Linked DNA regions of Sus scrofa: region 2 is linked to region 1. Evidence: chromatin contacts called from public Hi-C data. All regions are on one chromosome and are shown on one strand. Each heading gives the region's core, a stretch centred on a gene start, on an enhancer-like site or on the middle of the called end of the contact. The rest is flanking DNA. Distances are from core to core; before and after follow the strand shown. Region 1 overlaps MACF1 (microtubule-actin cross-linking factor 1). Region 2 overlaps MACF1 (microtubule-actin cross-linking factor 1).

Region 1 (7,562 bases), core at 2,255-4,754:
TGCTCACCTGGAATCAGGGCAACCAGTACAGTGTGAGTCAGATGTCATCATGTACATTCAGGAGTGCGAAGGTCTCATCAGACAGCTGCAGGTGGATCTCCAGATCCTGCGGGATGAGAATTATTACCAGCTGGAAGAGCTGGCTTTTAGGTGAGGAACGTGGGACTCCAACAGAGTGCTTGCCTGGTGCTGAGGCCCAAGGATCAAAAGTTGAGAACTGGGAGTTCCCTGGAGGCTCAGCAGGTTAAGAATCTGTCATTGTTACCTCTGTGGCTTAGGTTATAGCTGTGGTGTGGTTTCCATCCCTGGCCCATCTACATGCCACAGGTACAGCCAAAAAAGGAAAAAGAGTTGGGTATTGAATCTTGTGATATGGACATTAGAGGACCGTGTCTCAGTAGGATACTATATAGTAAAGCACCCTTTACTGTAGGCAGGAAAATTCTCATGGTAGAGGATAGTTTTAGGCAGGAGAATTCTCATGGTAAAGGATAGTTTTCCTTTATGGCAGGCCCTGCCCAATCAGCTCTTGTAGGACTCCCTAATCTTTGTAGCATCTTATACCCCCACAGATTTCAGGGGGGCCTGCAGTGGTGTGGCAGCACATCAGCTTTAGAATTGCTGGGGTGATTCAGTGCAATATTTCATACAGGAGGAAACCAACCCCCACAGAGGGGATGAGGATCTTTGTATGGAGCCAAGATGAAGAGCCACATCCTTGGACTTCTGTTCTATAGTTTATTCTGTTCTGTCGTCCAGGAGTTAGACAAACTGGGGTTGATTTACTTCCTTCCAATTAACACTGTAATTTAGCATTTGCCTCAAAGACGACTCTGAATGATGAAGATGTTAATAGCATTCACATAACACTTTTTCTTTCTCAGAACACTTTTCCTGATGTGATCTCATTTTTATTTTTACCTCTTCCTTGTCAAATAGATAGGGAAGATTTTACCTTAAAAAACCATGTTACAGATTTAATCTCTTCTTTTCAGGGTCATGCGTCTGCAGGATGAGCTGGTCACCTTGCGTCTGGAGTGCACAAACTTGTACCGGAAGGGCCACTTTACTTCACTTGAATTGGTTCCACCCTCTACTTTAACCACTACTCATCTGAAGGCAGAACCCCTGACCAAAGGAACCCATTCTTCTGCCTCCTGGTTCCGCAAGCCCATGACTCGGGCTGAACTTGTGTCTATTTCCTCCTCTGAAGATGAAGGCAATCTGCGATTTGTGTATGAACTGCTATCTTGGGTGGAAGAAATGCAGGTGGGTGTACCTTCTGGATGCTTGTGCAGCACACGGAGGTTTACTGGATCCAGCAGCTCATCTACGAGGACCCGTTGCTCTGTGCCCCTTGTATAGATTTCCCTAGTTATTGATGCTTCCTAGGACCCAAGCCCCCCTCTACTAAATTTTAAAAGGATTTGGATCAGATCAGAGCCTTGAAATCCCATACTAAATAGCATAGGCTTTTCTAATGTGAAGCCCTTCAGGAATCTCTTCCCTTCGGCTAATTGTGCTATAAGTGGGAGCTAGTGGGAGAAGTTGCAGAATCTATAAATCTCGGTCATCCTTCCTGAAGTGTCCTCCTGAAGTGGCAGAGGAGCTCCTACTTCACTGCTGTTTTTGTCTTTGCTCTTAAGTGTAAGACCAAGCCTGCTGTGCATCAGAATTCTAAGGGGCACCATTTACATGTGTCTGGGATAATGGTTCAAGTTCAATATTGTCCTCTTATCCTTCTAACCCTTTTGTATTAAATTCTTCCCAACTCCTGATAATCAGATTCCCCTGTACCAATAAATAAAGCCGTTCAAAGACAAGTTAACTGTTTTATGATTATCCTCCATTGACGAATAGTTGATGGCATGAATGAAGCATAGTATCTACAGATACGTATTTCTCATCTCCATTCTGATTATGAAATGCAGAGATCCCATGATGGGAAATGCCTCAACTACAAAGTTAAGCATTGCAGCCTGTGGGCACACCTTTCTGGTTGGTAAATTCAAGGATGTGTTCCCATGATGCAGCAACAAAAGACCACTCTTGCTTCTATAGTGGCTGAGGTTTTGTCTCCAGCTCCTTGGGGGTGGTTATGGCCTGCTTTCCTGTAAGAGCCCAAAGTGGAGATGGTTTAGATGTCCTTTTTTCCTCAACCCCCATCCCTAGCCCCCTTGTCCAAACATTGATTCTGACAGTTTTCTTCTTCTGACAACTTAGCAATAAATTATATTTGTATTTTTCTTTTTTTAGATGAAATTGGAACGAGCAGAGTGGGGCAATGACCTGCCTAGTGTGGAGCTTCAGCTGGAAACACAGCAGCACATCCATGCCAGTGTGGAAGAACTGGGCTCGAGTGTCAAAGAGGCCAGGCTCTATGAGGTGTGGGGCATTCAGACTCCATAATGGGGGGTGGGGTGGGTGCACGATGAGGCCATGCATGGTGTACCTGTCCCTCAGGGAAAGGGGGCTACCCATGAGCCACACTTGACCTTAAATCCCCTTTTCACATGAAGTGTCTCTTACTCTTTGAAATAACTTTGTGAGAAAGGTGTCTTTTTTGTTTGTTTGTTTGTTTGTTTTGTTGCTTTTTAGGGCCGCACCCGCAGCATATGGAACTTCCCAGGCTAGGGGTCAAATTGGAGCTGCAGCCGCCAGCCTATACCACAGCCACAGCAATGTGGGATCCAAGCCACGTCTGCAACCTTACACCATAGCTCACAGCAATGCCAGATCCTTAACCCACTGAGCCAGGCCAGGGGTTGAACCCACATCCTCATGGATGCTAGTTGGGTTCATTAACCACTGAGCCAAGATGGGAACTCCAGAAAGGTTTTTTTTTATTAGCCCCTTTTTATTAAAAAAGAATAGTGATACTGAAAGCTAAGGTCAAAATTAGTAAGTCATGAATGCAGTTTCCAAACTCAGGCCCTCTGCTCCAGAAGTTCATGCTTTTTCCACTTCACTATCTTCTTGCAATAGAGAGCTGGTAAGAGAAACTAAACAGTCTCTCCTCTTCCTCACTCAAAATTTTGACCTTCCTCTCCAAAAACCAATTGATTAGGAGTTCCTGTTGTGGCTTAGAGGTAACAAACCCGACTAGATGTGAGTTCGATCCCTGGCCCTGCTCAGTGGGTTAAGGATCCAGCATTGCTGTGAGCTATGGTGTAGGTCACAGACTTGGCTCGAATCTAGCATTGCTGTGGCTGTGGCGTGGGCCGGCAGCTGCAGCTCTAATTCAACCCCTAGCCTGGGAACTTCTATATGCTGCAAGTGTGCCCCTAAAGAGCGAAAAGAAAAAGAAAAAAAAAAAAAAAAAAAGTCAACTGAATACTTTGAGGTCTGGGTTTTGCTTGGAAACCTCCCGGAATTTCTGGAAACACAGGACCAGGAGGTCTGTCAAGTGTGCTTGCCCTGCTAAACTGTTCCTCACTCAGTGTTGCTCTGAGCTATGAAATCTCACCCGGAAGTGTGCTGGTCAAGTGTTTTGTTTTCTCAGAGTAACCAATCTTTATCTCTGTGCAGACATAACATTTACATAGCTGAAATCATACCATAGATGTAGTTTACTTACTCTGTCTCTAATATATTTTTAATTCATTCCTTTCTTATCAGGGAAAAATGTCCCAAAATTTCCATACCAGTTATGTTGAAACTCTTGGAAAGTTGGAGACACAGTATTGTAAATTGAAGGTGAGTTTTGACTGTCTTTTGTTCTGTTCATGGAGAACCTGGATCCCTAATTCAGGAAGTTCTTGGTTTGGCCCTGTTTTGGTTTTCTGTCTGATAGATTATATTGTTTACTGTGCAGTTGTTCATATGTATTATAATATTTTCTCAATTCTCTTAATGGATCAGAAACCACTGCCCCAGAAAGTTTGAAGTAAGTTGAGCTTATCCTCATTATCACACTTCACCTAAGCAGTGGCTCTCGTGTCCGCCAAGACATTAACACTGAAAGCTTGAGGTTGACAGGGAGGGGACTCCTGTCTTTCAAGACTGACCAGAACAGGACAGGCCCAGGGTCATTCTTTATCTAGGGAGCACCACAAAGGCCTGGCGAGTTCTCACTTCTAGCGAGGATTGACAGGGGCTCTCTGGGAGCCCTATACCTAACTTGTACTAAATTTAAGTCTGCGGAGAAGCACCCAGGGATTAAGAAGCAAGGCTAAATTTATTTCCTCAGCTATTCTTTGCTTTGATGTCAAATGTGCCATCTTCTCCAGATGAAAGGCTGGCAGCCTAACCTTGTTAATCCTCCCTTTGTCTAGGAAACTTCTAGCTTCCGGATGAGCACCTTCAGAGCCTGCATAAATTTGTCTCTAGAGCTACAGCTGAGTTGATCTGGTTGAATGAGAAGGAGGAAGAAGAACTAGCATATGACTGGAGTGACAACAATCCCAATATCCCAGCCAAGAAAAATTACTTCTCTGTGAGTCGAGCATGACAGACCTGTCCTATTTTGTAATAGCAGCAGAAGGAGCTGAGGGGCTGGTCTGCTGAGAGCTTGGGTTTCTGGATTTGTGTTTTGCTAGATGGAAATAGGGACCCTGCTTAACGCATCTGTTGATGTGAGAAGTGTGCATGGAGAGAGGGGAAATTAAGCTCTAGAATGAATTTATTTAGAATGCCTTTAGAAAGGCAGTATTGTGGGTGAAGAGAGCAGCACTCTGAAAAGTGAATCATTTCAGAGGCGATGTAACTTTGTGGTCAAGATTATAGGCTTTGGAATGAGGTAGATCTAACATCAAATTCTTATTCCTCCACTTATTAGCTCCGTGACCTTGGTAAGTCATCTAATCTCCCTAAACCTCTGTAAAATGGAATAATAGACCACTTCAAAGCGTTGTGTAAAAGGCTAAGATTTAGTAAGTGAATATAGCAAGGCATGTAGTATAGGACTTAATATTGTTTAACTGAGGTATATTCTCAGCTTCTCACAAATTCCGAATTCTCTTTAACTTATTCAGTAATGTTTGGGTGTTCCTGTCGTGGCGCAGTGGAAATGAATCCAAGTAGAAACCATGAGGTTGCAGGTTCGATCTCTGGCCTCACTCAGTGGGTTAAGGATCTGACGTGGCTGTGGCTGTGGTGTGGGCCAGTGGCTACAGCTCTGATTAGACCTCTAGCCTGGGAACCTCCATATGCTGCGATTGTGGCCCTAAAAAGACAAAATAATAATGATAATAATAATAATAATAATGTTTTGGCCTCAATCTCTTGGTTTGTAAAATGGAAGGAAAATTCAGCATTGGACAATGGGACAATGCTTTTTATTCTTTTCAATGAAAATATGTATATATATATAAGTAGGATTTTTTTTTTTTTTTGCTGTTTTTAGTATTTCCATATCGCAGACTCCCAGGCTAGGGGTTGAATTAGAGCTACAGCTTCTGGCCTATGCCACAGCCACAGAAACACCAGATCTGAGCCTCATCTGTGACTTACACCACAGCCCATGGCTCCTTAACCCACTGAGCAAGGCCAGGGATCAAACCTGCGTCCTCATAGATACTAGTCAGATTCATTTCCTCTGAGCCACGAAGGGAACTCCTAGGAAGATGTTTAATAATGTTTACTTCATTAGACAGTGGTGTATGATTCTTCTGAAGTAAATAAGAAAGATACTATAATACAATAAATAGTTTGTATGAGAACAGAAATTAGACTGTTATAAAGAAAGTGCTCAGAGGGAGTTCCTGTCATGGCACACCAGAAATAAATCCAACTAGTATCCATGAGGATGCAGGTTTGATCTCTGGCATTGATCGCTCAGTGGGTTGGGGATCTGAGTTGCGATGAGCTGTGGTGTAGGTCACAGACGTGGCTCAGATCCAGCATTGCTGTGGCTGTGGCGTGGGCCAGCAGAGTAGTCCCAATTCGACCCTTATCTTGGGAACTTCCATAGACTGCAGGTGCGGCCCAAAAAACAAACCAAAAAAGAAAGTGCTTAGAGAGGAATCAAGTGCTCAAGAAGGGATCGAATCTAGTCGTGAGGATCAGTAGCCAGCTGCACAGAAGGGCTGACATCTAAACCGAGGGCCCTACAGTGTTAACAGAAAGGAGGGCCAGAGGAGGGCACTACAGGCTGAGGGGGTAGTCTGAGCAAGCCAGCCAGTCAGATATGTGGTTCAAGTGCTGAGTTCGGTGGGTGCTACTGTGAATGGCCCACTCCAGGCACGCTCCCTCCTTCCTTTCCTTCAGTCTCATCCCGTGTTCTTCCTCTTGCTCAGGTCCCCTATCCTTTGTGAATCTTTCACCAGCAATTTCAGCATTTTGCTCTTCTCTGAAATCTTCTGGCATGTCTGTCTGTGCAGCTCATATTGGCACTAACCCTGGGTTGCGGGCTCCTTCAGAGTAGAGCGAGGAACACAGCTTTTTCTTCGTTGCTACTCCTCCCTTTATAGCACCTGTTGGATAAAACTGAATTTAATTTTCAGGAGTTGACAATGGAACTAGAGGAGAAACAGGACGTGTTCCGGTCTCTACAAGATACAGCCGAGCTGCTGTCACTGGAGAACCACCCAGCCAAGCAGACAGTAGAGGTGTGTGACATGGGACGATGTGAGGTCAAGTGCTGGGACAGGAGTTGGGGGGGGGGTCACTGTAAACGTATTCAGACCTAGTCCTGCTGAGCAGCTGGGAGGACGTATCAGGATCATGGTTCTTGGGTCTTCTTCCTTTTTACCCCCTCCCCCAAAGACTACAGACAGTTTTGGTGGTAGTCTAAGGAGAAACAGCAGAAGTGGTGCTGACTCCTGTATTCCTGGGGAGAGTGACTTGAACCATACATTTTCAACTAACTACCTAGACAGTCCCTGGGTCTTGGAGTGGAGCCTGTGCCTAGAGAAGAGAAGCAGTGGAGGAAGCCGGGAGGGATTTGTTTACACCGGGGTTTTGCTGACAGATCATTTAGTTGCAACTGAGTGTGGAAGAGCCCCTTTCTATGTCACACCTTTTACCAAAACCACTTTGGATAAAAAATTATGCCTCTTTCCCATGGAAGCATTGAGCCATTGCCAGTCAAGTATCTCTGTCTGTCTTCTGCTGGCCTCTCTGGCCCTGGCAGTGTGGTGTAGCTGAAGAGTGTGTTGCACCTTGTGTAGCAGGGCTGTTGACACCCCCCCCCCCACCATGTGCTTGGTTGCTGCAGGCCTACAGTGCCGCTGTCCAGTCCCAATTGCAGTGGATGAAGCAGCTGTGCTTGTGTGTGGAGCAGCATGTGAAGGAGAATGCTGCTTACTTTCAGGTATGTGGGCTTTGAGTTTGTGTGTCTGTGTGTATTTGAGTGTGTATACATGTGTGAGTATATGAATGCAACAGAGAGGATAAGGAGGATAACCTTCTTCATTTGGGCAAGAGATTGTGTGTGTGACCGTGCATGTTAGCATGTATCTACATGCACGCACATAGAAAGGTGAGGTTAAAAACATGTCTCTGTCGGTTAACCTTTACTGTATAAACCACCACCCCAAAAACGGAGTTGCCAGAATTCCCGTTGTGGCTTAGCGGTAACAAACCCAACTAGTATCCATGAGGACGAGCAAGGGTTTGATGCC
Region 2 (7,562 bases), core at 2,556-5,055, 110 kb after region 1:
GGGCTAGGTAATCTGAAGGGTCCTTTCAGCTAGAGGAGGTAGTAGTTTTATGAAATATCGCTTGATGTGAATGACAGGAGAGGGAAATAGCAGCCCCGCTGCAAGGTTGTCTGTCATCTTTGAAGTGTGGTTACTTTGTGGAATATCTGGAAGTCAGCAGAGGCCTACATTTGTGTATAGAGCCATAGCTCCTCCAGCCAGCACCATTAACCAGTAAGAACATAGAGTGCCTATTTTGAAAGTATTTATTGAAACAAAGCAGTACTATTATAGAGGTAACATGACTATACAGATTTTGTTAAATTGGTGAAATATTATTGAGAAAAAAATTTTCAAGATGAGAGATAGGTGGATTTAATTTCTTCCAAAAGTTTGTAGAGGCAGTTGAACCTGTTGTTTTTTTACACATAAACACTTAGAACTTGACAAGTGATCATACCAGGACAGTGATTTAGAATAAATGCTTCAGATCCTCTGTGTGTGTGTATATAAATGTACACATGTATATGTGTTTAAAGTAGATGTAAGCTTTCTAATAGCAATGACAAGAAGTTTCGGGAGAAAAATGCAAAACTTGTTTGCTATTTCTCTGGTGGGATCTTAAGCCGACTGAGAGTAATCTGTGATTATTTAAGCCCTCTTCTCATTTATAGACTTCCTTAGTCTTATTTCTAGTCCCAGGTTCAGTGGAAGAAAAACCCTTTTTTTATAAAGTATAAGTTCTATAAATTGCCAAGAAGCTCTTTTTAAGTAAAAGTTGGGAAGCTCCTCTTTTACTTAAGAAAGTGAAGAAAAAGAAAAAAAGCCCCACAGTCTCAGTTCAGTGTTTGAATACTCAGCTGATCAGCAGAACCTTCATGGATTTGTTTGCTTTCTCTAGCGCCATTTCTTTACAAGTTTTCATTAATTTACTGGATAAATATTTGTTATGTACCTACTCTGTGCCAGGTCTTAGGGCTTCTGCAGTGAATAGAATTGGCATGATTCCTGCCCTTGTGGAACTTATGCTATAGTGGGGGACACAAGCATTAAGTAAAAATGGCACAAATACATAGTTACAAATTGTGGCAGATACTATGCATAAAAAATAAAGGCTCTGATAAGAAACAGTAGGGGTATTTAATATCAATTGTGGTGTTAGGGAAAAGATTTTAAAACTACAACCTGAAGAGTCAGAAGGAAGAACATTTCAGACAAAGGAAATGGAAACTGGGAGGAGCTTGGCATGTTAGAACTAAAAGAAAACTAAGCGGCTAGACCACAGTGAGCAAGGGTTCCAGAAGAGTGCCATGTGTTAAACCTGGAGAGGTGGGAAGGGAACCTGCAGGGGCTGAGAAAGAAATCTTCAAAAGGATCTATACCTTAAAAACCATAAGAAGCTATTGAAAGATTTTAAGTAGCGGAATGAAATGATTTCATTTACGTTTTTAAAAGATGACACTCAGCTTAAGGATAGAGAAAATTCGTTCACACTGTCAGGAAACGGTCTCAACATTATTTGAGACTTATAAATCTCAGGTTTCTTCAGTCTTATATTTTAATAGTTTGTATTATAGTAATTGACATGGAATACAGAAAACAAGATAATGGTTTGCAATTAAAAAAAAAATCACACTGTCTACTATGTGTAGAATAGATTTTACGGGACCAAGGACAGAGTAGAGAAGCCTAGATTATTGCACTTGTCCCAGCGGCTTGGACCAGAGAGATGTTACTGGATTTGAAGACCATTGGATGGATCCAAGATATATTTTCCAGGTAGAATCAGTAAGACCTGATAATGGCTTTCATATTGGGTAAGAGGGAGGGGGAGTTATCAAGGATGGCTTCTAGGTTCTAGTATGCACGACTGAGTGGCTAGGTGTTGGAGGACGAAGGGAACGAAAAGTGCCTGAACTGAGAAGGCATCTTGAGACCAAAAAACGAGGCAAGCAGCTCCATATAATCAGTGGATCAGTTCATTATAGCATTATAGGGTAACTTACTCTCAGAGTGGGATGGGGATCAGGCAGACAATCCAGAAGCATTTGTAGCTGCATTCTGCACCACTGAGGGCCACCAGGACAGTTCTATAGTTTACCTGGGTGAAGGGATAGGTACTTGGAAATGGGACATGCATTCCTAAGTCAAGATTTATGAATGGGTAGCTGGTCTCATGGGCGCCAGGAATATACCTCAGCAAAGGTTTTCATCATTGTTTGGGGACTAACAGAGCATAGAGACTACCTGATCCTTATGATTATTAAACAATATCTATTAACTACAAAGCCCTTAATGACAGAGAAGTGATTTACTGTATTAGTACAGTCCTGGGTAGTGTCAGGGGAAGGACAAAAGGAACTGTAAGGGCACAAGATGGTGTCATTTATGCTTACAGCTATACAGTGGGTGCAGTAGTAACTTGTTTAGGAAAGAACAGATTTGCAGGGAAAGGAAATTAGGAGGTATACTGTTCAGTTTCGGAATGGTTAGATTCGAGATGCCTGTGACTTATTTGTTTGGCAATGTAAAGAAAGTAGCTAGGTATAGAGATTTGAAGTTTTAAAGTAGTAAGCATTTGCCATGGTAAATATTTAAAGCCATAGGAATGGATTGGATTCCTAGAAGAGAATGTAGCATAAGAAGGCATCCTAACCTACCCTTTTCTCTCTCCACAAAGACTAACATTTGGAGATCTAAGAAAGAGGAAGAGAGCAAAGGACATCAGAAACAGGATCAGCCAGGATAAAAACTGAGAATGTGGGATGACAAAGATAAAAGTGCTATAAGAAGTTTTGGGGGAAGTTTTCTGGTTTATGTCCCTGTTGCATCTTACAGCCTTGCAATAATTTTTACTAGTGTTCTGTTCTGGGAAATGTCTGCCAGCACTGGTTGGTTAATAACATGCATAGTCCCATCGAGATACTAAGGAGTAGGGATTTTAGTGTATCTGAAAGCACTGGTTTTGCAGAACAGCTTTATTTGGGAGTTGAGAGAAAGGAGCAAGTGTTTTCAAATTTACTTTCTGTTCGCTTGTGTTCAAAATAAATATCTAAGTAGTACTTAGTATTTGGAGGTGCTTTCAAATATTTTAAAATTCTGGGGGAAAATGGGACAAATACTCCTTCCCTGTCAACTTAATCTGCAGGGTGGATATGGGAAACAAAGGAATCTCTAATGCTTCTATGTGAAATGTTCATGAAGAGAGAAAATCCAAATTTTAAGAAAAAAAATAGCTGTTACATTTTTACTTTTCTGTGTCATTTACATTGATATCCAGTAGAGCTTCTTGCCAAAATGGAAATACCCTTTACCTGTGTTCCCCAAAACATTAGGCACTTGCCACCCATGGCTGTTGATTTCATGAAGTGTGGCTGGTGTGGTTGAGGAACTGAATTTCTCATTAATTTAAATAAACACATGTAGCTACTGGCTGCCATGTTGGACAATGCAGAAAAAAAATTAAATGTCAGTCATAGCATGAGATAGGATTTAATTTCTAGATTAAAGGGGGCTCTTTGGTGTGGACTTAACATCTGCCCTCTGTACCTTTGGCTTTCTGCTTTCTTGCCTTTCTAGCCCCTGCCCCACTGCCATCTTGTTGTACCCAGGCAGCTTAAACCATGGCAGTTGTTTTTCCTCCCTCTGATTTTTCTGCACTGGAAACGTCTTTAATACAAGATGGTATCATAGCCCTTGCTTTCTCTGGGAGCCATGTTGTTGGAGAAACAGTCATTTTTAGCTGAACTGCCTTGTAGTGTTGCCTAACAAAATATGGTGTAATCAAATTATAGTATAAAATGAAGCCCACTGGTAATTACCTTTATAACCTTCCCTTTTCCAGTGTTCCCTAGGGCCTTTCCTCCCTGGTGACTCACTTCTTCAGCCACAGACCATTCTTTCAGGAATCAGGTTTCCTAATCCTAGTGTGATCTGTGGTTTCACATAGGCCAAAATTAGTTTTACCCAAACTTATAATTTTCTTTCACATTTAGTTTTGCCCTCTTCCATTTTCTGTCATTCTTCAACTTTAATTGACTCACCTGTCTCACTGAAACTGAAGGAACTTTTTTGTGGAAGAAAAAAGGATGGAAATAGATCCAAACTAGTGGACTATGTCTGGTTTTATCTTCTGATAATTGAAAGAAATCTGATCTTAGGGACAAATATTTATTTCATTATTTTCTTTAAAATCATTAGAGTGACAAAATGTAATCTTCTCTTTTGATTCTGTTTCCTTTTAGAAATTTCTTAGTAATAATGGACCTTGACTGCAGTAAAAAGAAACATGCATATTGCTTGTTACACTTGTTTATGTTGTTTTAAAATTCCATTGTTTCATGGTGAACATGGAAATACAGTATCATTTTTTTTAATATTTTATGTATATCTACATCTTATTCAGAGTATGTATCTGAAGTTGTTAGGACATTCCCAGTATTACTGACCCATTTCCCTTTGTAATCAGAGGAATACTATTTCAAGATTATTGGCTGTGTGTGGTCTGTGGCCTTGGAATAGAATGGAGTTAAAATGGCCACGGGGGGATTAAGCTATGAGGCTGGTGTTCTTCACACCATTAATATGTTTTGGCTAATTGAGTTATTAGTCCTAGTGGCAGAAGAGCATTGCATGTATCAGTGGTCAGTTAAAGCTATTCCCAAGGGTATTTTTAATCTTAAGTACTAGTCATTTGGTGTCTCTCTCTTCCCTTTTAGGATTGATATGCATCACACTTACTTTCATGATGTCTTGAGGCTGATGCTTCTCTATTCTCTGTATGTGTTTGCATTAAAAATTAAGCAGATTAAAAAACAAGTAAGAACAAACCATGAGTCATTGGGTTAAATGCTTAAGTGGTCCCATAACTCTCTGAAATTACTTGTCTATAGAAGAATGTATTGAAATGTGAAACCACGTTTCCTCAAAACTTTCCTGTACAGATGGCTTGTTTTCGCTTGTTATTCCTGTCCCTCCTTTGTCAAATCATAGCTCTCCCAAGAGGAGTTCTTGCTGTGGTACAGTGGGTTAATGATCCCCCTTGTCTCTGTGGTGGTGCCGTTTCGATCCCTGGCCCAGAAACTTCCATATGCCGCAAGTGCGGCCAAAAAAGGGAAAAATAATAAATAAATCTCCCAAGAATAACCAGTCACAATGTGGCATAGAGGATCTCACTTCCTTTGATTAAATCTTCTCTGGCTTGCACTTATCTAGATGTTTCAGAAAGAACAGGTGGATCCTCTTCAGATGAAATTACAGCAGGTGAATGGACTCGGCCAGGGATTGGTTCAGAGTGCTGGAAAAAACTGTGATGTGCAGGGTTTGGAACATGACATGGAAGAAATCAACACTCGGTGGAACACACTGAATAAAAAGGTGAGTGTACTGGGAATGGAGGGGCATAGAAAAGAGACATCTAAATTTCAGGTTTCCCTGGCACCTGAATGCAAATAAAACTAGCAGTTGCAATGTGTAGTTAGGAAGAGGAGTGAGTATAGTCATTTAAAAGCTCTCTCCTTTCTCCTAATGAGCCTCTGTGTGTGTGATACAGGTTGCACAAAGAATTGCCCAACTGCAGGAGGCTTTGTTGCATTGTGGGAAGTTCCAAGATGCCTTGGAGCCATTGCTCAGCTGGTTGGCAGACACTGAGGAGCTCATAGCCAATCAGAAACCTCCATCTGCTGAGTATAAAGTGGTGAAAGCACAGATCCAAGAACAGAAGGTAAGTGAGAATGTTGGGGCAGTGAACTGTAACAGCCGTAGGGAATGGCAGACAGCAATTTGCTTATGGTTTCAGGAGCATATTCGAGGGTTTTAGGAGAATCCTAACCTACCTTGTGTCATCTGAAAAGAAAGTTGGAAATTGATTTTCATCTTCTTACTTGATAATCTTCTAGTTTACCATGGCACGTATTAGACTGAACCATTTTACTTGTTCATTTACCCTATTTCAGTGTTTGTCACAGCTTTATCTTAAGAGATTTTTTGTGTTTTGGGGGCCAGCAATATTCTAAATAATGTTTATCATGTATAAACTTCTATCTGTGTGTGTGTGTGTGTGTGTGTGTGTGTAGGTTTAATTTCCATTTTAATGCCTTTTTCTCCTGGTTCAAAGTAGGCTCCCTATTAGTCACATGATGACAGTCACTGCTCCATTTAAAAACGTTAGGAGTTCCCGTTGTGGTACAGTGGGTTAAGAATCCAACTGCAGCAGCTCGGGTCCTTGTGACGTTGCAGGTCCGATCCCTGGCTCTACACAGTGGGTTAGAGGATCTGGCATTGGTACAGTTGTGGCTCAGATTCAGTCCCCAGCCCAGAAACTTCCATATGCCATTGGGGTGGCCATTAAAAAAAACTTACCACCATAAGTTTATATGGGTGGTAGGAATTACATTATAGTTCATGTTTTTGCCTCAGGATGGAAAAAAAAAAAAAACCTTCATTATTCAATTAAACTTAGGGCTTGGTGAGGTGGGGTTTGGTTTTGTTTGGGGATTTTGTTTATTTTCCTTATTTCCAGTTGTAAAGTGACCCCACGCTGTCGCTTTTCATTCTCTTTAAACATGTGCATCAGTTGCTACAGCGGCTCCTAGATGATCGAAAGGCCACAGTAGACATGCTTCAAGCAGAAGGAGGCAGAATCGCCCAGTCAGCCGAGCTGGCTGATAGAGAGAAAATCACTGGACAGTTGGAGAGTCTTGAAAGTAGATGGACTGGACTCCTCAGCAAGGCAGCAGCCAGGTAAGGCCACAGGGCTTTTGAAGAATAAATGAGTCAGAGAAGGTTTCTGACTTGTATCACTGAGGTTCTCTGAACATTCCCGGATCGTTCTTACAGTGCTTTGGAAGGTATTTAACGGCTTTTATCTTGAAAAAGGATAGGTTTTTAGAAACGATCCTCATAACCAGAATAACTCTCAGGAAATGAGCCTCAGCCACCTCATACATTTCTGAGACCTGGAAGACTCATTGCTCTGTGTTGTTGTTCTGTTGCAGTATAATCATGGTTCCAAGTGACAGACGCAGACTCCTATAATCCAGCCAAGTTATTTTCTGAGTTTTGGAAACAGATTTTTTTTTCCCATTCATATTTATAAATAATGTTTTTTGATATTTGCAATTGAAATGTGTCATATTTCTTTTCTGTTAGCTTATCCTAATATTAGATAATCTTACATTTAAGAGCTAGTCCTTAGTTCCGTGAAATAAATGAACATTCAAGAGATGCACAGACTTCTTCAGTAAATGTTCACAAGACAGGCAGTATACTTTTCTCCTCCAAGGAAATGCTTTCTCCTTCCATAGCTGTAAGTTACCTCAAAGTCACTTGAGCTTAAAAAGTCACACTATGTCTTTACTTGTAGCTTATACTGTCCCCAGTTTTTAAACTTAATGATAACTAATCAGAAATCAGTGTGAAGAAGTTCCCATTGTGGCTCAGCAGTAACAAGCCCAACTAGTACCCTTGAGGATGCGGGTTCAATCCTTAGCCTTGCTCAGTGGGTTAAAGGAACCAGCATTGCCGTGAGCTATGGTGTAGGTTGCAGACATGGCTCAGATCTGGCGTCACTGTGGCTGTGGCTC

What was found. Hi-C and Micro-C count contacts between places; a contact is called where the count stands out from the background.
Region 2: a Hi-C map of embryonic fibroblasts shows a contact between it and region 1, with 1.9 times the contacts expected there. The contact joins two enhancer-like sites. A contact is called at or near these places in 3 of 47 Hi-C or Micro-C datasets (embryonic fibroblasts, epiblast stem cells and mesenchymal stem cells) and 1 of 2 datasets of contacts at active chromatin or transcription factors (skeletal muscle).

The regions. Positions count from the first base shown.
Region 1 is chr6:95,146,562-95,154,123 of Sscrofa11.1, forward strand. It overlaps MACF1 (microtubule-actin cross-linking factor 1), which reads left to right. Exons shown (of 96, transcript XM_021095983.1): 14 at 1-150; 15 at 996-1,269; 16 at 2,257-2,385; 17 at 3,619-3,696; 18 at 4,275-4,293; 19 at 4,296-4,435; 20 at 6,444-6,548; 21 at 7,157-7,252. Among named protein-coding and RNA genes, the nearest start is that of KIAA0754, 98 kb to the right of the region's middle. Within about 2 kb of position 3,505, at least 5 of the 83 cell types and tissues checked have an H3K27ac peak or open chromatin away from gene starts, as enhancers often do. A contact at or near this core is called in embryonic fibroblasts, where this site is marked.
Region 2 is chr6:95,255,311-95,262,872 of Sscrofa11.1, forward strand. MACF1 (microtubule-actin cross-linking factor 1) reads left to right here. Exons shown (of 96, transcript XM_021095983.1): 55 at 5,194-5,355; 56 at 5,531-5,701; 57 at 6,554-6,720. Among named protein-coding and RNA genes, the nearest start is that of KIAA0754, 11 kb to the left of the region's middle. Within about 2 kb of position 3,806, at least 2 of the 83 cell types and tissues checked have an H3K27ac peak or open chromatin away from gene starts, as enhancers often do. A contact at or near this core is called in embryonic fibroblasts, where this site is marked.